Linked DNA regions of Ovis aries: region 1 is linked to region 2. Evidence: chromatin contacts called from public Hi-C data. All regions are on one chromosome and are shown on one strand. Each heading gives the region's core, a stretch centred on a gene start, on an enhancer-like site or on the middle of the called end of the contact. The rest is flanking DNA. Distances are from core to core; before and after follow the strand shown.

Region 1 (3,752 bases), core at 596-3,095, 51 kb before region 2:
TCACATGCTACTCTCTTCCAGAAACAATTTCACAGACACTCCCAGAAGTAACATTTAATCAGGTATCTGGGTATCTGTGGTCGGTCAAGTTGACATAAAATTGGCCATTACACTACAGTAATCAAAACGATGTGTTGCTGGCATGATGGTAGACATATACATCAATGCAACAAAACTGAGAGTCTAGAAATAATCCCATACCTTTGGTCAACTGATTTTCAACAAGCATACTAAGATTTTTCAATGGGGGAAGAACAGTCTTTTCAACAAATAACACCATAACAACTAGATATCCACTTGCAAAAAAAATGAAGTTAGACCCCTACTTCACACTGTATATAAAAGTGAACTCAAAATGGATCAATAACTGAATTATAAGAACTAAAACTATAAAACTCTTAGAAGAAAATTTCAGGGTAAATCTTCATGATCTTGTATTCAGCAATTGATTCCAAATACAAGACCAAAAGAAAAATAGAAATATTGGACTTCATCAAAATTTGAAACTTTTGTGAAAAGACAACTAGCAGTATGGGAGGTAATAGTTGCAAATCATGTATTAGAGAAGAGTCTAGTATCTAGAATATATAAAGAGCTCTTAAAATTCAACAACAAAAAGAAAACCTAAAATTTTAAATGGGCAAAAGATTTGAATAGACATATAAATAAGAAATACAAATGGCCAAGAAGCATATGAAAAGATATCTAACATCATTAGTCATTAAGAAAATGCAAATCAAAACCACAATAAGACACTACCTCACAGCCACTAGAATGGATATAAAAAAAAAAAAAAAAGAATAGAAAGTAACAGATGTTTGTGAGGATGTGGGGAAACTGGAACCCTCATACATTGTTGGTAGAAGTGTAAAATGGCATAGCTGCTATAAAAATAGCTGTAAAAACTCCTCAAAAAGTTAAATACAGAATTACTACATAACATAGCAATTACAATCCTAGGTATAGTGGTGGCGGTTTAGTCACTAGGTTGTGTTTGACTCTTCCAATCCCATGGGCTATAGCCCACCAAGCTCCTCTGTCCGTGGGATTTCCCTAGCAAGAATACTGAAGTGGGTTGCCATATTCTTCTCCGTGGTATCTTCCTGACCCAGGGATCGAACCTGGGCCACCAGGGAAGCTTTGTTGACCAGCTGCTGACTTTCCATTTCAGTGTTATTTTAACAGGAATTACACGTGTGAAAAAGGTAGAGAGAGCATGATAATTTTCTCAGCTCTTCCGGACCCTGAAAGTCAAGGTCTGGATGTGCCCCTGGCCCAGCCCAGCGCCGCAGCTCACCTTTCTCAGCATCAGACTCTGTGTCACTGTTAGTTAGCTTTCTTTCACCGTCTCAAGTGTGTGCTCTTGAGGGCAGGGCCTGGGTCTTGGTCACTCCGGGACCTGCTGGCCCAGGGGCACCCAGAAGGCTCTCTCGGTTAGGTAACGACTCAAAAAGGAAGGAAGTGACCGGAGTTAGGGTCATGCTCCATAAGCACTCTCGAGGGACCCTCCTGAGCACCCTGACTTCTCTGAGCCTCAGCTGCTTCATCTGGAGTCACATGGAGTCATGACCCTGTTCTGACCTCCCAAGGCAGAAGGCGATCCCACACGCGCGCGATCGCTTGGAGCGGGAAACGGCGTAGCCTCCCTACTGGAGGAAACGCAGCCAAGACGTTTGAAATGCGTGGAGGATGAGGGCGGAGACCTCCCCATCCTCACACCAGACTCCCGCCCTCTCCCCGGCCAGGGCCCTCCCTCCCCGCTCCCCGCTCCCCGCTCCCTCCTCCACCCCACCCCGCCCCCAACTGCCCCGCCCGGACCTTCTCAGCCGAGCGCCGCTGGGACCGGGTGTCCCGGGCACGCCAAGATGCAGGCGCGGCTGTGGCTCCTCCTCGCCGCGCAGCTGGCAGGTAAGGCGGGGATACCCTGGGGGCGCGGGGCTGGATGCGAGGGCTCTGCGCTGGGCGCGGGAAGGGCCTGAGGCGTGAAGTTTAGGCAAAGCTGTCCCCGCAGGATGCCGTACCCAGGCCCCAGATCTGCGGGGGCACCCGGGAGGCAGCCTTGGTCCCTGGGGATGGAAAACCTCCCAGGGAGCCCATTACCCCCAGGAGTCCCCAGAGCCTCTGCACTGAGGCCACCTCTGCCCCCAAAGCCTGAACCTAGGAAAACAGAGACCGGAAGAGAGGAGGGAGAGTTGAAGGAGATGGAAAAGAAGAAAAGAGATGGGGAGGTCCGGAGAGGAAGGTCATATGCCAGGGCCCCAGTTCTGGCTTTGGTGCCCATCTCTTGGCCCAGGGTTCCATAGACACATTTTGATTACTTCCGGGGAAGTATCTGTAGGACAGTTCGCCAAATACCAGGCTGTTGCCAATTTTCAGACAGGTGTGGCGGCAGGGTGCCCCCCCAGGGTGACTTGGTTCCTGAATATTCCCCCGGGTTGGGTACTGTGGGCAGTGTAGCTTCCAGAACAAGCAGCGATGGAGTTGGAATGTTGGAACAAGAACAGAGCAGGGAGTCTGTCCCTCTGGCCGGCCCAGTCAGTCTGTCTTGTAGAAGAAATCCCTCCCCACTCCAAACTGCCCACTAACTTGTGGTTGATTTGCTCTCTAATCCAAAAAATCCCAAACTGGTCCTCCTGCCAAGGTGGCACGGCCTGCCAGCCTGGCTCTGACCTAGTGAACTCAATGGCATCTCAACAGAAGCTAGTCTAGGCCATTCAAAGCGACTAGAGTTACTGCGGATCATTTTAGAAAGAGCAGGTCCCTCTGAGTGGGATCACTGGGTGACTCACTGAGACGATGAAATGAATCAAATGAGACCCTGCGTGTGGCAAGGCCTGGCCCTGGGACCAGAGCTCACACGGGACTCGACCACAGCCGTGGGTTCCGTCTCCAGGGGCTGAAAAGCAAGTGGGCGTGAGAGAAACCAGGGTGTGTCTGAGCCAGGAAGTCTTCGAGTCAGGACGCAGGCAAGGACCTACACAAAGACCCCAAAGCCCCTCTGACCTGTCTGTCTCTAGAGGGGGCCCATTGGGGCTTTCTTAGAAGGGCCTGGGAAGTCTATGTATTCTCAACCCCACTATGTGCACATGAGCCCGTGACTGGGATCCTAGAGAGGATCACAGGTTTCCTCATTTCAGAGAGTGACACAAAGCTTAGGTTCTGGGGTCCCAGACCTGGGTTTAAATCTGAATCTACCACATAGAGGCCGTATGACCTTAAGCAGGTCGTTAACCTCCCTGAACCTCTGTTTCCTCGTGTGTAAAATAGGTGTTATTTCCTCCCAAAAATTTTGGTGAGAATAAATGAGATAATGCATAAACCATGTTCAGCACAGTTTGATAAATATTGGCATTATCAGTTCTTTTAAAAAATTTATTTACTTTTGGCTCCACCACACAGCATCTGGGATCTTAGTTCCCCAACTGGGATTCAAGTTGTGTCCCCTGCAGTGGAAGGGTGGAGTCTTAATCCCTGGATGCCAGGGAAGTCCCTATCCGGTTCTTATTGTCTTCCCCAGGAGGTCAATGACCCCCAACAATGGAGAATCTCTACTCTGCTAAAAAGGCAGCATGGTTTTCAGGGAGAGGAGAGAAGGCTCATTAGCCACTTGGGCCCCAGGTATCTTTTCATTCTCAGTGGGAGTAAAAGCTTAGAGTAATCTGCGATGGGAGTCCAGAAGTTTGCTTCTTCAGTGTTAGAGAAGATCAAGGCCAAGGAACCTGAGCCCCAAGTAGGATTATGATTGTGGGCTT
Region 2 (3,546 bases), core at 175-2,674:
AAGGACAGGGACTTACTGGTAGATATTGAGGGAATGGGGAGGTTAGGAGTCTACAGGAAGCATATCCTGGCCCCCCTCTATCTGGAGCCAGAAATTCCATCTTTAACCAGTCTTTTGATCCCCAGTTAAATGCAAGTCTTACCCTCCATCCCACTCCACCCCATCCCTCAAGGGAGGAAGAAAAGAGGAATTCTAGGGGCCCGTAATAGAAGGCAATGGCACCCTACTCCAGTGCTCTTGCCTGGAAAATCCCCTGGGTGGAGGAGCCTGGTAGGCTACAGTCCATGGGGTCGCTAAGAGTTGGACACGACTGAGCGACTTCACTTTCACTTTTCACTTTCATGCATTGGAGAAGGACATGGCAAGCCACTCCAGTGTTCTTGCCTGGAGAATCCCAAGGACGGGGGAGCCTGGTGGGCTGCCATCTATGGGGTCGCACAGAGTCAGACACGACTGAAGCAACTTAGCAGCAGCAGCAGCAGCAATAATAGGACTCCTGGGAGTTGGGGTGGGACTCCTGAGAAAGGCGAGGTCCAAAATCACTGATGCGGGACAGCTGGGTGGCGGCGTTGAAGATGGCTGGTCCCCAGCTGGCTGGGAGGGAACATGAACCAGCTTCAGTTTTGCAGGTGGGCAAGCATGAACTAAATTCAAAATTCTTCCCTCCTTTGCTGTTGTTCAGTTGCTCAGTCATGTCCGACTCTCTGACCTCATGGACTGCAGCATGCCAGCCTCTCCTGTTCTTCAACATCTCCCAGAGTTTGCTCAGACTCATGTCCAATGAGTCGGTGATGCCATCCAACCATCTCATCCACTGTTGCCCCCTTCTCCTCCTGCCTTCAATCTTTCCCAGCATCAGGGTCTTTTCCAATGAGTCAGCTCTTCACATCAAGTGGCCAAAGTACTGGAGTTCCAGCTTCAGCATCAGTCCTTCCAGTGAATATTCAGGGTTGATTTCTTTTAGAATTGACTGTTTTGATCTTGCAGTCCAAAGGACTTTCAAGAGTCTTCTCCAACACCATAGTTCAAAAGCATCAATTCTTTGGCATTCAGCCTTGTTTATGGTCCAACTCTCACATCCGTAAATGACGACTGGAATAACCATAGCTTTTACTAAACGGACCTTCATAGGCAAAGTAATGTATCTGCTTTTTAATACACTGTCTACAGAGGATGAGATGGCCGGATGGCATCACTGACTCGATGGACGTGAGTTTGGGTGAACTCTGGGAGTTGGTGATGGACAGGGAGGCCTGGCGTGCTGCAATTCATGGGGTCGCAAAGAGTCGGACACACCTGAGCTACTGAACTGAACTGATGTTTGTCATAGCTCTTCTTCCAAGGAGTAAGCTTCCTCCTTTCCCCTCCCCAACTCTCAACCGGGACCAAACTAGAGCAACGCCGCCCCCTGCAGGACAGAGCGGGGCATTAGACTTTATCTTGAGAGAGCAACGCTGCGGCTTGGTAGGCAGCGTCATGGATTACTTGGTTCCGGCTCAGTCACTGCCTCCTGAATTAAATTGCTCACCCTCCCTGAGCCTCCGATTTTCTTCCTCTATAACATAAAAACGTGTTGGATGGTCTCTTCTCTGAGCTCACTTCCAGGTCCAGATTCTAGATCTTTCCTTTCTCCTGCCCCCACCTCGGGCCCACCCAGGGCCCCTCAGGCGAGTCTTCATCTTTCCGACCGCATGGTCCTGCCCACCCACCACAGAGCCCCAGTTTCTACCCCAGTGCTGCACGCTGGGCTCTGTGCTCTATGCGTGCAGCCGCAGAAGGTCAGGACTTGACCTCCGTTTGGGGCCACTGTTTTCCTGGAGTAGGAACATAAATGTGCTGCCTGCCTCTGATTAGGGTTGTCCGTCTCCAGAAAAAAAGAAAAGGGGTTCTTAGGAGAAACGGTGGCGGGAGATCACCGATTGACCTTGGATCCATCGGTGTGGCTCTTTTAGACCTCTGCCGAGTCTGGCCCAGAGAACTGTATAGAACAGAATGACCAAGAAAAGAAGGGAGTGTGAACCGACCCCGCCTCCTCTCGAGCATCAGCTATGCCTCAACAGCCCTCCGAGGTGCTGGCTTCCCCAGACACACAGAGCTGTTTCGGCCTAGTGCCTTGGCAACACTGCCTGCCTGCAGCTTGGCTCCCCACCCACCCCTCCAATCCCATCACGCCTGCTTCTTCGCCTCCAGGAAGACTGAGTTCAGGCACAGCTGGCTCTAGTCGCCCTGATCGCCCTCCCCAGTCCCCACCCCACCTGGCTGGGGGCGGCAGGCGGCTGGGCTCCCAGTGCTCCTGTCCGGGGGCTGCACCCACCACATCCTGGCACCCTCATCGTGGTATCATCACGTGTTCCCTTGTCTGTCCGCACACCCACGGCAAACCCCACCCACACCCCAGCTCCCTGTACTTTTCTCCACCGCACAACCGTGGGGGAGGGGGGGCGGGGGGCGCCGGCTCTGCCTTCCCAGTAAGAACTTGACTGGAGCTCAGGGGAGATCCTAGTTCATACGTCGTCCTCTGGACATAAGCAGGGACATTCCTGAAGGGCACCTTACCTCAGTGTCTGAGGTGTGGAGGGAGCAGCTCATCTCTCTCCTTCCTGCTAAACCGAGAAGGGCAAACCACCCTGAGAAATCCTCTAAACCCCATCATTTGAAGCCCAGCAAAGGCAGGGGACTTGGGGGCGGAGGCGGGGGAAGCTGGAGGACCAGTATCGAATGGAGGGGAATGCCTTTAAGTTCCCTCACCTTTTCTTTCCTTTCCCAGCTCCCCCCTTTCTGCCTTTTCCCCTTCTTTCCAGGTCCACACCTCCCTCCTCTTCATCCGTGGGAAGGCTCTGATAAATGGGTCTCCATGCTGCAGGCGCTGCTGGGGGCCTTTAGAGGGCCTGCCTTCTGGTTCTGGTGGTTAGCTCTGGAAACAGTTGTTCCCCCTCCTGCAGTGTTTCCACTGCTTTGCCCTCCAGCTTCCACAGCTCACCACACGGGTGACTCAAGAACACAACTCGGACCCCGCCCCCTGAAAGCTGCCAGGACACTGACCACCCGCAAAGTAATATTTTGTAAAATGTGACCATGTAAAACTTACTGGTTGAGCTGAGCTTACTTCACGGATGTGCCAAATAAAAGAATTAACCCTCTTGTGTAAAAAGAAAAATTTCCACTGCCTTTTTAAAGTTTCTATTTTGGGTAAACTGTTTCCAGGCAACAAATCATCTCACCAAAAAAAAAAAGAAGGAGGAAGAGGAGGTGAAAAAGGAGGAGGTGGGGGGAGGAAGTGGGGGAGAGGATAGAAAGAAAGGAGCCTTTTAATAGTTTATTTTGCCACACCAAGTTTTTTTCACAGAGCCTGAACTGTGAATACAGCAGGACTCTGGATTCTGTGAACAGACAGAAGAGCTGAAGTCTCATTTGACTGTTGAAATTAGTAGTAAACAACTGATTGAAAAGAAAGCAGGTTCTTTAAGCACCAATGATATGAGCATTTTAAGTGATGTGATTTCTGGAAGGCAGGGACAGCACCTGATGTGAGGGAGTTACTTAAAC

What was found. Hi-C and Micro-C count contacts between places; a contact is called where the count stands out from the background.
Region 1: a Hi-C map of hypothalamus shows a contact between it and region 2, with 3 times the contacts expected there. The contact joins the promoter of CD8B here to the enhancer-like site in region 2. A contact is called at or near these places in 5 of 16 Hi-C or Micro-C datasets (blood, hypothalamus, liver and 2 more).

What each region holds. Positions count from the first base shown.
Region 1 is chr3:58,708,535-58,712,286 of ARS-UI_Ramb_v3.0, reverse strand. CD8B (CD8 subunit beta) reads left to right here and starts at 1,845. Exons shown (of 6, transcript XM_004007264.5): 1 at 1,845-1,908. The coding sequence starts at 1,866. It overlaps LOC132659395 (a long non-coding RNA gene), which reads right to left and starts at 1,741. Exons shown (of 2, transcript XR_009599821.1): 1 at 1,298-1,741.
Region 2 is chr3:58,656,854-58,660,399 of ARS-UI_Ramb_v3.0, reverse strand. No RefSeq gene overlaps it. Among named protein-coding and RNA genes, the nearest start is that of CD8A, 20 kb to the right of the region's middle. Within about 2 kb of position 1,424, at least 3 of the 54 cell types and tissues checked have an H3K27ac peak or open chromatin away from gene starts, as enhancers often do. A contact at or near this core is called in hypothalamus, where this site is marked.